Linked DNA regions of Mus musculus: all the other regions are linked to region 3. Evidence: chromatin contacts called from public HiChIP or PLAC-seq and promoter capture Hi-C data. All regions are on one chromosome and are shown on one strand. Each heading gives the region's core, a stretch centred on a gene start, on an enhancer-like site or on the middle of the called end of the contact. The rest is flanking DNA. Distances are from core to core; before and after follow the strand shown.

Region 1 (4,462 bases), core at 544-3,043, 270 kb after region 3:
GCCCTTCAGCTTCTCACCCTTCCAGGGGAAAGCATGGGGTTGGGTTTGGCCCGGCCAGGGACATCTTTTCTGAAATAGCTTCATGCATATTCAACAGCTTCTTGAAATATCCAGGTGACTATTTTAAGCAGCTTCTACTCAGATGCCCACACCTAATGGTGGGCCACGGAAACCAGGGAGAAGCCAGGAGTACGAGGGACAGTGTCAGAAGCTGCCAGCGGTTCCAGCCTTCTCCCACCCTTTGGAGCATGCTCCCTCTTGGGGATTCTCACAAATGAACTGAATGTCACCGTTGCTATGGCAACACATGGGAGGTTTCCCATCTGGCGACCTTACCCACCCATGTCTCAACCCCAAATATTCCAGGTCTTAATATACAACCTCTACACCATTCCTCGGTTTCCCTTGATGCTCTTCCACTCATGTTAGAGCTGAGACCCTGTAGAGTCAAAGAGAAGTATCATCAAATAAAGGGAATGAACACGGGACACAACTTAACACCAGGGGCTTGAGGTCACCTAGGCATCCCAGCTGGGGGGTTAGGGGAAGAGCAGTTCCACCAAGGAAGCCTCAGGACGGGCCTTACATGTGGTCAGCCCCAGATCACTGGGGCAGCAGAGACTCAGCTGTGTCAAGCTCTCTGGGGACAAAGTGTGTTGAGGTGGATGTTCCCCACCCAGGTCATTCCAATGGTTCCTTGTCATACAAAAATAGCTGGAAGGAAACAGTGGCAGGGGAGCTTCAGGATAAGAGGCAGGACTCTTATGAGCTGAGGGTCCATCCCACCGTTTTAGGAGGGAAAGAGCAAAAGTATCAATAAGTTAATGAATGAGGCGGTGGGAAGCCTGGGCTGAGAAGGTCTACTGTTTGCTATGTCCAACTTCTGACTTCTACTTCATTCTGCTTCGCCGTTGTCACCCAGAGAACTCTCCGCTCTGCCTAGGTAGGGCACCCGAGAAAGAAAGGGTCGTCCACCATGATACTTTGAGAGGACAGCCATGCAGAGGGCTGGGACAGGAGCATTAGAAAAAGATGCCGGGGGTGGGGTGGGGACATCTGTATACTGCAGTCCTCAGACCTGCTTCAGCCCCCAAAGGCCGCCTGCTTCCTGCATCTTTCTGTTCTCTTGGCTGCTTGCTGCTCCCTGAGCTCTTGTTTGCTCTCCATGCAGCTGGAGCCAAGGCTGGGACACTGATGCCAGAGACAATGTCATCTTCTCTGTGCAACTTGGAAACTCTAAGAAAAATGAGTGTGTTTCCCCTGCTCACTCCTTGGGGTGCAAAGCTCAGAGTTTGCCAGACTCTCCAAGGAGCAGGTGACCTAAAAGAAGGTTACAAACCACTGAGAGTTGGGACTTGTTGGATTGTAAAACAAATGACTTCACGTGGTTTAGAGAGGCAGGGAGGGAGTGCCGATGAGGTTCTGTGCTAAGCTGCCTCAGAGGACAAACTAGCATGGGGACTCTGCCATGCCCCCAGCATCCCTACGCAGCTAAGTGTGTGCTTTATCCCTGACATGAGACTGCTCTCCTTCCCTGTCCCAAGCCACAATCTCCCTGTGAGGCCTCTATCCAGCCCGTACTTGGCAGAAAGTAGAGAACCTATTTAAAAAGCTGGGGGAGATCTGAGCAAAGGGGGTTGGCAGTGGGTTAGAATCGCAGGGGTGGGTGCAACAAGGGGCCCACTGAAGTCTGCCCATCAGCCACGAAAGTTGGGATGTGTCAGTCCCTAATGGCTTCCTATCTCCAAGTGAGTCAGAATCATATAAATGTCATCATGGCTCCAGAGAAATGGTCACCAGTGGCTGCTCATGCCCCATATCCTCCGGCCTCAAGCAGTTCCCCAAACTCTGTCCTCAGAGCGCTTGTGTTCTCTGCTTCCTATGCCAGGAAACACATGTCCACGGTTCAGCTCCTTGCTTCCTTCAGATCTCAAATGACCCCTTCTCCAGTCTCCAGATAGATGCCTCCTATCACTACCACCCCACCATCCCCTTTCTCTGCTTCGCTTTTCTGGATAGCTCTGAGCTCCATCTAGCACACCAGTGTCCGTGGACTGAGCCCGGTACCTAGACGGTGTCTGCATCCACATCAGATACTGAATGGGCATCTGTAAGGTGAAGACATTGCTCTCTGCCTTTGTATACGCATACTGTTGTACTTCGTGTTGATCTTGTAACAACTGCACAGGGGTGAGAGTTATTCTCCTTCCAGTGAGTAAAGAAGCAGAGAGTCCAGCAACTGGAGCATTTCCTGGGTCCTCTGGGCCACTTGGGAAGCTCTGAGATTGCCATTGTTAAAAGCAAATAGCAAGCTCTCCTTCCCTGGCTGTGTCCAGATGTGATGCAGATGCTGAGATTTCAGACAGACCCCTCCCTTCACCTGCTCCCCCTTTCTGGGATCCTAGAGCATCACACAGGCTAAACACATGCTCTAGGGTAGAGCTGGACCCAGGCCTTGCTCACTTTCTGAAATAATTGTTAACCTCATACTTGAAAAATGTGACCTATAACCCAGAAATAAGTCCAGGAGGTCTCACTGCAGCTTCTGTATAGGGCCAGGCACTGGCTTGGAGTAGAGTCTGCTAACACCCACTGCTACATCCAGTCCTGATGAATGCCCTGTCTGTGAGGACAGATAAAGCAAGTGCCATGCTACCCTCAGGTTACAGCGGAGGCTTGCCAACACTGTGCCTCCGAGGACCCCACAACTCAGCCAGGAAAACAGGTGTCAATCAACTTTGTCCAAGTGGACTCCCTTTTTTCCTCGCTCATCTTGCTCCCTAAAGAATCCAAGGTAGAACGCTGGACTGTGGTGCAGAACGTGATGCTGGTGAGGTAAACACCTGGAGAGGGAAGGGGCTTTTCTACCTGAGACGTTAAGCCAGCTTGGCCCATGTGGTGAACTGTCACAAGGATCCCTGTCCCTTACCCCTCTGGCTGGGATGTGACTGATGACCATTGATCCCTGTCTTGGGGGCCAGGCCTTCCTCTCTCCCTCCACAGAGGAGATAATGAGGTAGAAGAAGGAGGTAAGCAAGCAGAGACGCGTGCTGTCTGCAGCCCTCCTCCTCTCTGCTCTCACAGACCTGTGGTGGTGAAGGAAGATGCTCTTAACAGGCTCTGCTCCTCCTGCATCCCTAACTGGAGGCTCCCCGACACCCTGAGCACAGTCAGTCAGGTGTGGCTGCAGAGCACAGCCCTATCTTTCTCCTGTTAGGGGATAATGGCTTCCCTGCTATCTGGGAAGGACATGGGGGTGCGGGCCGGGCTCAGAGCCTCCCTATCTCATCCTGTTAAGTGGCAGAGGCAGGATGGGAGTCCAGGGAGAGGGGACAGCGTGAAGCTGGCAAGGCAGATGAAGATCACTCAAGCTCTGGATTCGTATGGAGCCAGGTTCGAATCCTGCCTTCCCCAGCCAGGCACTGAGTGCTCTCATCTCTGAGAATGATGATGTCTGCTCTGCAGGGTTGTGACAGTGAGCTTGGGGGAGGCATGGAGCTATCTAGGTGAAGGAGCCCAAGAGGCAGTCCCCAGACAGGAGCAAGCTGTGATCCTACAAACGGGTCTCTTACCTCAAGTTATAGGTAAAAGAAACTGAGTCTGGGTGAGTCCGTAGAGTTCCCACGGCCAGCAATGGTGTGAGGTCATCGCACCTCGAGTCATCTGACTCCTGACTCCACCCCTGAGGAGAGAAGCACATTCAGCAGGGGGGGGTCCCGGACAGGTCACATGGGCTGACCCTGGAGGAAGCCACTAGAGCATGTGGCCTTGGAGCAGAAGGTCACAGACGCCAGCCAGAGCCACATAGCCAAGGTGGTTGGTGGCTTTGCACTGACTGACTGGTGACCTGGAGTCTAGCAGGCCGGGCTTCCCTTTCCGTTTCCTTCCTGTGCTGGCTGTCAAGCCGAGTCACCTTCAGGAAGCCAAAGCGGTGAAGCAGAGAGCAGGGAGACCTGGGTCCCCCACATCTCTGTCCCCACCTCACCTCGTGACCCCAGGCCAGTGGCTTCTCCTTCTCAGGGCCTAGTTTCCACCTAGGTCAAGTCAGCTGGCTGCTGGGTCTCTAGGAGGTCGCCTGAAAGGATTTTCCAGGGACAGTGCTCTCTGGGAGAGAGTTTACAACAAAGAGCCACTTACTCAGCTGGTCACCCAGTGAGTGGCTTGATGGTCACTAGGCTCCACAGGAGCACTCTTATGCAGGGCCTGACTGTTACCATGAGTGTGTGTGTGTCGGGGGGACCAGGAGAGTGGCAGTGATATCCTGAGCCTCTTCTGTCTTCCCCTCCTTTGTCTCTTGGTGCTTCATTTTTAGGCCAGCTTCTCAGGGCACATGCTGTCCTGTAGCAAAACCATATCCAACAGGGCCTTTGCTAAGGACCCAGCCTTGGTTCCTGTAGTAAACCTTCCATTCACTGAGACCCAAGAGAATGTTTTTCTCATATGTGTGAATGTGTTATTTGTA
Region 2 (4,368 bases), core at 1,554-4,053, 460 kb before region 3:
TAAAAATATCACCAAGCAGCTATCAGCACGGGCTCACTTAGGTAGCCTGGGTCCCAGACAATGTGGCAAAGAACTGGACTTCTTCCTCATTTATGTCTCCTGTAGTCAGAAGTCCACATTCTCTTGTAAACTATCTCTATAGTTCATAAGGGAGATCGGAATCTCTTTGCATAGCCCTAGCTGATATAGAATTCCATCTGTAGACCAGGAATCAGCCTGCCTCTGCCTCCCCAGTGCTGGGATTGACTGGAGTGGGCATCCCCCGGCTCTGTATTTTTGTCATTTTGTTAGGTATCATTAACTCTAGCAAGTCTTTCACGACTTTAAGTAACTAAAGAAAAAAAAAACTGGGTACTGGTAATGCACACCTTTAGTCCTGGCACTCAGGACAGAGCCAGGCAGATCTCTGTCAGTTCTAGGACAGGCAAGGCATTTTACAGAGAAATCCTGTCTCAAAACAAACAAACAAACAAACAAACAAACACCCTAGAAATATGCCGGGCAGTGGTGGCACATGCCTTTAATCCCAGTACTTGGGAGGCAGAGGCAGGCGGATTTCTGAGTTCGAGGCCAGCCTGGTCTATAAAGTGAGTTCCAGGACAGCCAGGGCTGCACAGAAATCCTGTTTCCAAAAAAACAAAAACAAAAAAACAAAACAAAAACACCCCAAAACAAAAATACCCCAGAAATAGGTGTTTCAGAGCTGGACAGTGGCGCAGACATAATGGTAGTCTGTAAGACAGAGGATTGACTGAAGGCTGAGGCCAGTTCCTGCCACATAGGGTCACTCAGTCTCAAAAAGCCAAGTACTACGGATGTAGCTTGGTGATGGAACACTTGTTAGCACATCCATGGCCCTCAGTTTGGTACCAAGCACCACACATACAACACATACGTGGGGATAGTGACATAGCTTCCAGCACTCAGAAGGTAGCAGCAGACAGGTTTGAAACTAGCCTGGTCTGTATGAGTTTCATAAAAAAACCAAAAAGTTGAGCTACAGAGATGACTCGGTGGTTAAGAGCACTGACTGCTCTTCCAGAGGTTCTGAGTTCAATTCCTAGCAACCACATGGTGGCTCACAACCACCTGTAACAGGATCCAATGGCCTCTTCTGGTATGTCTGAAGACAGCTGCACTGTACTCATATATATAAAATAAATGTAAACAAAAACAGAAAGTTGTCAGGCAGTGGTAACACATGCCTTTAATCCCAGCCTGGTCTACAGAGCCAAGTTTCAGGACAGCCAGGGCCCTCTGAGAGAGGAAGCAGAGGCTTTTATGTGACCATTATTTATCGTATTGCCATTATTTTCCATTCCAATGTCTTACTAAGTTTTCTAGGTCATAGGACTAACTCTAGCTACAAGAGTTGAATAAAGCAAATTTCACATGTCTACTGGGTCACTAGCCAAGAGGCCTGCCACGGCATCTCAGTTCAGCATTCAAGTTACCTCATTTCAGAATTAATATTAATTAAGGCACTGACAGAACAAGCTCAGGTTCTTCATCTTACTGTCACAAAATGGGTGACGAGCCAGAAGGATCTGAGTTCGAGGCCAGCATGTAACATAAATCTCACTCCAGTGTAACTAATCCACTTTCACTTTCAGGAGGCTCTTACTTGGTTAATGTGCCAACTATACCATGCAGTAGGTAAACTGTCAGGGTGACCCCTCAGCCCATTCATGTTGAAGCCCCAGCTGCCATTGCAAGAGCCCGTGGTGATGCTGGGGAGGCACATGAACTTTCAGTAATCAAATCCTGAACCCGACTGGTAGAGTGCTTGCTTCACTTAGCTGCATGCAAGCACAAGACAGATTCAATTCAATGCTGAGCACTATCTCCAGGTCAGTCCTCAGACAACCCACTTAAGGAAGTTTAGTGTTTCAGGGTTTTGTTCATGACCATTTATTTTGCCCCTCTTCCTCTTACTTCTGGGCCTGTGGTGAGGCAGTCTTGACATATTAGAGGAATTATGGCAGAGCAAAGTCGTTTTGCCTCATGGTCCAAGACAGAAAAGAGGCATACACCCTTCTCTGAAGGAATGTCCCTTGGTAAAGAGACCTTCAGCTAGGCATCCCTCCTTCCCAATAGTGCTAATGGCAACAGAGCTGTCAATGAGACTTTTGGGTATATTCCAGATCTAAGCCATGGCAGGAAGCCATTCAATTTGGATGAGGTCATAAGGGTAGGGCCCTCAAAGTGGGAGTGGTTCCTCTGTCCTGTGGACAGAGCAGGAAGGTAACCATTCTTATGACTGTAAGCCCTATCACAAGGCTTACATTCATCTTGGACTTGCTAACCTTCAGAAGTGCTGCTTAAGGCACCTACCCAATTTATGGCATGATGTAACAGCAGTCTAACCTGCAATAACATTGCTCTTCTTCCCGTCTAGCTAAGCTATGGCCGTCACTTCACCCCACTTCCAAACCTACTCTAGGTTATTATTCAAAGTAAGTAACAGGTTCAATTATTTTGTTCTGAACTCAAGCAAGCCATAAGACCCCCTCCCCCTAAGGAGCTTCCGGTCTATCAGGGACAGACAGCAAACAGACAGCAAAATCAAGTAGTAGATGCTGATAGGCTGTGTTAGGAACAAGCTGAATTAGAGCAGGAATCCAGAAGAGCATGAGAACTTGTACACAGAGAGAGGATGCTGCATCTAAACACATTAGAAATGTCTTCCTAAACCATGGTCTTTTAAGAACCGGGAGGAGAAAGACATTTGGTTATCTGCAGGAACAGTTACAGCCAAGAGGAAACGCCTTGTGGTGGGGATAGTGCCTCACATGTTCCAGGAAAAGGAAACTGGAACAAACAGTGGACACAGGAATAGAATAGAGCACAGTGAGTCTGTAGAACACTGACTGAGATCTTGTATTTCTAGACTAGCTAGCTTTGGTTCTTTTTGAGGCAGGGTCTATGTAGTCCTGGCTAGTCTAGAGCTATGTAGATCAGCCTGGCCTCATAAGAGACCCTCCTGCCTGTGTCCTGGGCACTCCACCAGAACTTGGTAGGTCCCTTGCACTAATGTGGAAAACATGCAGCAGACAGCTTACACAGACGGCTCCTGCTTTGTGTGTCAGTGGAGGCCTGGGCACAGTCTGGGGTGGCTGTGTGCTGTTTCTGTTAAAGTCCACGGAAATTACACCAATTGGATATGGAGAATGTGATAAAAGACTAGGACTTCTGAAAGACAGTAGTGATTTTAATAAAAGTGGCCCTCATGGGGCACTTGTTTAATACCTGGGTCACCAGTTGGCTCTCTGGGAATTAGGAGATCACTGGGAATGGTTTGTGTTTGTTTTTTTTTTTTTTTTTTTTTTTTTTTTTTGGGGGGGGGGGGAGTTTCGAGACAGGGTTTTTCTCTGTGTAGCCCTGTCTGTCCTGGAACTCACTCTGTAGACCAGGCTAGCCTTGAACTCAGAAACTGGCCTGCCTCTGCCTCCCAAGTGCTGGGATTAAAGGCTTGTGCCACCATGCCTGGTGGGAATGGGTTTTGATAAAGACTTGCAGCTGTTTTAGGTTTGTGACCTGCCTTGTGGGTTGTTGTAAGCTTTCACAAGATGCAGTAGCAAATGCTTTTAGTCCTAGCTTAAAGACAGAGGCAGGTGAACCTCAGTCAATTCAAGTCTGGCCTATATAGGTGAGGTTATAGAAGTCTATTCTAACCCACTGATACTGTACAAACCCAATTAAATGTTTTTGTTGTTTTTTTCCTCTTAAAAGTCAATAGCAGCCTCCCTCCCTTTTCTCCAACACAGGCTTTCTGTGTAGTCCTTGAACTCATTTGAGGATGGCCTCAAAACTCCTAAGAGGTCTGCCCAATTCTGCCCCCCCACCGCCCCCAATGCTGGGATTAAAGATTGGTGGCACCATGTCCAGCCCACCGCAATGTTCTCAATATTTGGCTTTGATGATTCAGCATCTGAGTTCCCTTTTGGATTACATATTTCTCTGGTCACCATTTATGTCCTTGACTATCAACTTCAGTAGCCACATGTCTGTGACACACATTTTCATCAACATACCAGCCTGGATGTATGTTTCTATCACACATCCAGGCTTGGTCTGCGGGCTGGCGAGATGGCTCAGAGGGTAAGAGCACTGAGCGCTTTTCCAGAGGTCCTGAGTTCAATTCCCAGTAACCACATGGTGGCTCACAACCACCTGTAATTGAGATCTGACGCCCTCTTCTGGTGTGCTACAGTGTACTTATGTATAATAATAAATCAATCTCAGGGGGGTGGGGTGGAGAAAGACTTGGTATGCAGAACAATTCTATAATAGCCCCTGGGTCATTCTCCTTCCTAGTTAGATTAGGATCACATTTACTATTTTCATATTTTATTATTATCATCATAG
Region 3 (4,734 bases), core at 2,182-4,681:
GGTGTTACAGTGTTTTTGATCTCTGAGGTTGTTTGTCCCAGTCAGTGGAAATGGTGTCAGGCACTATGTAAATTGATTTTTTTGGGCAAAAAAAAAAAAAAATCACACGAATCCACGTTCTATAACTGATTCCTTTCTAGATAAAACTCTGAGCTAATAGCATTTGACTTTGTTTTGCCAACCTATGACAAAAATGAAGGTTTAGAAATATATTTAGAGGGGTATATTAAAGCTGCAATGATGTTTATAGCATATTTTATTAGTAAAACTAGCCAGTGCTCTTCTGAGTACTTTACAGGTATTTTATGTAACCCTCATGCTATCCTTACTGGGAAGGTTGAACCAGCACCCCATATTTCAGACAAGGAGCCTGAGGACCAGTTGTTTAACTCAGGTCAGACAATGAAACAACAGATTCTAACATAGGTAGCCTGAGTGCAGAGTCCAAATCCTGAGCCAGTGTGTGGTCCTGCTTCTCTAGACTCCTCTTTCCACAGGCATTGATTTCTATGTGCTGTTCCCACAGTGTTACGTTCTGCACCACAGGGAGGAGAAGGACACTTCACAGTGTCACATAAGCACTGGGGTGGAGTTCTTATGCGGTCCTTTACTTTGCTACCAGAATTCTATGACTTCGATGACAAACCATCATCTTCCCCCTTCCACCTCTTTATCAATGGGACAGCAGTCATGGAAGCAGATGAGCCAACTACCCTTGCTGTCCTGGGAGCTGGAGAGATGAGTTAGTGAACCTAAGAATGGAATGTCCTCTTGCTTAAGGCACAGCCTAAGATGCAGTATGAATGAATGGTGAATGTGGATGTGTGTGAGGGACAAGAACTGGAGGGTATACACTCTGCTGCTACCAGGCTCCCCGTGCGACTGCAGTGAAGGAGAGGCAGCACCCTGTTTAAGCATTGTTAATTTTAAAAATTACATTTATTAATTTATTGTGTGTATGTGTGTGTCAGAGTGTGTCAGACAGAGCAAGGAAGGGAGGGAGGGAGTGGGGAATAACTTGACCGAGTTGATTCTCTCCTTCCACCACACATGGGTCTACCACATTGAACTCAGGTTATCAGGCAACTGCCTTAGAGCCATCTCACCAGCCCAAATCTTTACTTCTGTCATCGTCATCGTCATCGTAGTAGTAGTAGTAGTAGTAGTAGTAGTAGTAGTAGTAGTAATCGTCGCGTAGTAAAAGCAGAGGAGAGATGCTTCCGTTAGCTGAGATAGCATGTGCAGTGCTGTATAAGGAAGGTATCTATGAGGAACCCTTGGCATTGGCATCATCCTGCAGGAGTCAGGTGATGGCAGGACCTGACTTGCAGACCAATGGGCTCCCAGAATTATGGTATCTAGGCTTGGGAGGATGCATGAGAAGTCACTTAGGGGGCTGGGGAGATGGCTTAGTGGGTAAAGTGATCGCCGTGCAAGCATGAGGACCCAAGTGCAGATCTTCAGCACCCACATCAAAACAGGATGCGTAGCATCAATCTGTAATCTCAGTACTGCTGGGGATGCAGACAGGGGGATCTTGGGACTTCCTGGATAGCCAATCTAGCCAATATGGTGAGCTCCAGCTTTCGTGGGAACTGTATATCAAAAAAAAAAAAGGTGGACAGTGATAAAGAAGACAACTGGACATCAAACTCTGGTCCTCACACATGCACGCATGACCACACCCATCCAATACACATGCATATATGGCCCCCCTTTCAAGTCCATTGAGTTTAGCATTCCTGACCCAGTCTTTCCATCTACCACCTGTCCTATGTGGGCCTGTGTGTTCATACTGAACCTGCCTGGACACCTCCTGGGCAAAAAGAGCATCATACATAGATCTACATCAAAGGAGACAGGACTATGGGTTGGGAACCTAGCTTAGTGATAGAATGCTTACCTGGCATGCATGAGGTGCTAAGCTCTATTTCCAGTGCCACAGAAGAGTGATAGAGATATACAGAGTAATCTATATCTTATCACTTCTAACATACACATATGACTATATCCAGTGATATGGAATGGGAAATTTTGATTTGTGTTCTTAAAAGCTAATCTGTTATCAGTTTATAAAAAAGGGGGGAGGGGAGGGATTAAAGGAGAGGTGCTAAGCCAGGGAGACATTAGGAAGCCAAGGCTAGAATCCAGAATGAGGTGATCCAGGCTAAGACAGGTGGTGACATAGGATGGATCCTGGAAGAAATAGACCCCAGATGACAAGCCATATAAACAGCAACTGCCTTCCTATAACAGGACAAACACTCACCAGAGCCACTGACAGAATTGTTCAAGTTCAAGAAACCATTTTGTGTGTGTATCCCCAAAGCTACTGGATGGAATGGGGCTAATGAGAAGCCTCTATAGGAAACAGATCTTCCTTCTTCACAAGAAGGGAGGGTAGCATTTAGCTCGAGTGGGAAACTCCTTCAGTGCAGGCTGTTGTAATTCTTGGCTAAGTCAACACTCATTATTCTAGCCATTCTAGCCTCTGAAGTGTGGAGGTCGCAGAGGGGAGGCCCCGATCCAGAGCAGCAGCCTCACTTCCCCACTTACTGATGGAAGACACAGGCACTCTAGGCACGAAGAGTTGGGGGTGTAAAGGGCGATTATTTTGATGTTGTTGCCCAGAGAAGGGGTGTAAGTCTGACTGTTTTGAAGTGGAACCATTAGAACACGTTGGTATTTCTTTTTCTGTGATTTGGTTGGAGAATGTTCTTGTAGGAACTCTGTTCTCTGGTGACCCTGTTAAACCAGTGCTGGAGAGCCCATGTGCATCCTGTGGGTGCTGGGGAAGTTGCCCACCCCGGCGCTTTTCTTTTCTGCTGAAACTCAAACTGTGTGCTGCTGTGAGAGGCTGGGTGAGATGTTTGAATGACCACACTGACTGGAAAACAGGATAATGTGGGGGAAGCAAATGAGATTTGCACAGGAAACCACAAAGACAGAGAGGATATGGTTGGGAATGCTGAGTTCACTCTTCTCTTGGTACTTTACATATTTCTGGCTTAGAATGCAGCATTTCTTAAATATTCATATTTATAAATTCATAGGTGGAATTATATTGTGTAATTGAACGGGAACAAACTGTATAAATCTCTCTCTCTCTCTTTCTCTCTCCCTCCCTCCCTCTCCCCTTTTCCTCTTTCTCCCTCTTCCCCTCCCTCCCTCCCCCTCTCTCTGCACAAAGACTTTGGTCTTGATTTTTCAATATCTTTTAGGCTGGTGTTTCTCAATAACTTCTGTTTTGTTTTTTTTTTTTAATCCCCTGACCCATTTGGCGCTACCTGGAGACGTGGCTGGTTGTTGTAGCTAGGGTTGGCCTATGTACTTCCTAGCAGTTGGTGGGTAGAGACAAGAGATGCTGTTGACTATTTGTTCTAGGACACACAGCATCATGTCTTTTCTGCCACAGAGAACTGTGCAGCCCAACGTGTCACAGTCGTCAAGGTGGGAAACTTGTCATGATAGATGATTATGCAGATTCTTATCAAGAGCAAGTTGAGGGTCAGGGAAGAAGAAGGGGGAGAAACAGAGAAAGCAAAACTTTCTCTTTGGAGTATCATATCTGACATCCAGAAGGAGACCCAGTTAAGCTGAACTACTCTCTGCCACTGGGAGCTCTCTCAAAAGCTCGATTGCTCAACTCAGTAGTTTGGAACAGGAAGTGGAGGCCCTCGTAGTGGCAGGAAGCTGAAGGGGTGATGATTTGTAGAGGCAGAAGGTTTATATGCTGAGCAGGGCAGCCGGGCCCTACCAGAATGCTTTTGTAAAGTTCTAGGGACGTTTTCAAAGGTTGTCTTGTTGAGGACATTGAATGTGGTGCTGAGAAGACACAGCCTTTGCTCCAGCATTGTGACCTTCTAGAAGGCCATGGGTCTGAAGGCCTGTGTACATTCCAAATCGTCCCAAGAAGACAGCCAACAGCATTTTCAGGTTGCATCTTCTCCCCATGTCTCTTTAACATTCTCTTTTAACTACAGGAAATTTGAAGCATAAATAAAAATAAAGAAAATAGTAAGAGTCTTATCTGTATACTGCCCATCTTCAGTGACTGTCACCTGCAAACTAATTGGGATCTGTATTCCATCCCTGACTGTCCCCTTTTCCTAGTGTTGGGAATCAAACCAAGAGCCTTGCACATACTAGACAAGCTCTCCCACTGAGCTATGTCCCTAGACTATCTAACCCTCCTTTCTCTTAAGTGTGGACATAGAGTAAAAAGCTGCTGGTTTCCTGCTTGGGCAGTCAAGGAGATAAGTGGTTTTGGATGCTTCAGTCTCCCTAGAGGAAAACCGATGATGGACACACCACAATTAGAGGAGCCACGAGGGCTGCCTGTAAAAGGAGTAGGTTAGGTATATCAGGCATGGAGTGAGGGGTGGAGCTTAGCTCTTCTAGGTGAGTGAGCACAAGCCTTCAGAGACAGTTTGTTTCTTTTGAATGAGATGGAGGAGCCTGGATGGAGGAGCACACCTGGAATGCTCTCCTGGCAGAATCCCACATAAGGATCTAGGCACAGAGGCTTGTGTTTCTGGAAACAGCATAGCTACCTCATCTCCTTCCTGCTTCACCCCAGGTGTGCAGGGGTGGTGAGTGCCGAGTGTTCAGGGTCGACTCTGGCTCTCGTCTGGTGGCTTCTTGTGGAGTGGCTCCTCTCTAAAAGCATAAGCTGGAGAGGCAGGCACTTGTTAGTCTGAGAGGCCCTTTGTCCTCTGTCCCTGCATCTGGCAG

What was found. HiChIP or PLAC-seq counts read pairs in DNA pulled down with a chosen protein or histone mark. Capture Hi-C pulls out chosen DNA fragments and counts their contacts.
Region 1: a contact with region 3 is called in an H3K4me3 HiChIP or PLAC-seq map of bone marrow-derived macrophages, with 5 times the contacts expected there. The contact joins two enhancer-like sites. A contact is called at or near these places in 7 of 39 promoter capture datasets (the 3T3-L1 cell line, embryonic stem cells, liver and 2 more) and 1 of 115 datasets of contacts at active chromatin or transcription factors (bone marrow-derived macrophages).
Region 2: a contact with region 3 is called in a promoter capture Hi-C map of adipose tissue. The contact joins two enhancer-like sites. A contact is called at or near these places in 3 of 39 promoter capture datasets (hippocampal neurons, liver and pre-B cells) and 2 of 9 other capture datasets (adipose tissue and liver).

Annotation. Positions count from the first base shown.
Region 1 is chr4:120,008,173-120,012,634 of GRCm38.p6, forward strand. The region is part of intron 2 of Hivep3 (human immunodeficiency virus type I enhancer binding protein 3); the gene reads left to right. Gm38632 (a long non-coding RNA gene) reads right to left here. Exons shown (of 5, transcript XR_003955100.1): 2 at 3,573-3,682; 3 at 382-439. Among named protein-coding and RNA genes, the nearest start is that of Gm38632, 23 kb to the right of the region's middle. Within about 2 kb of position 1,794, at least 25 of the 459 cell types and tissues checked have an H3K27ac peak or open chromatin away from gene starts, as enhancers often do. A contact at or near this core is called in bone marrow-derived macrophages, where this site is marked.
Region 2 is chr4:119,272,623-119,276,990 of GRCm38.p6, forward strand. No RefSeq gene overlaps it. Among named protein-coding and RNA genes, the nearest start is that of Gm12927, 18 kb to the left of the region's middle. Within about 2 kb of position 2,804, at least 57 of the 459 cell types and tissues checked have an H3K27ac peak or open chromatin away from gene starts, as enhancers often do. A contact at or near this core is called in adipose tissue and liver, where this site is marked.
Region 3 is chr4:119,735,165-119,739,898 of GRCm38.p6, forward strand. It overlaps a transcript of Hivep3 not described here. Among named protein-coding and RNA genes, the nearest start is that of Gm35957, 13 kb to the left of the region's middle. Within about 2 kb of position 3,432, at least 87 of the 459 cell types and tissues checked have an H3K27ac peak or open chromatin away from gene starts, as enhancers often do. A contact at or near this core is called in adipose tissue, bone marrow-derived macrophages and liver, where this site is marked.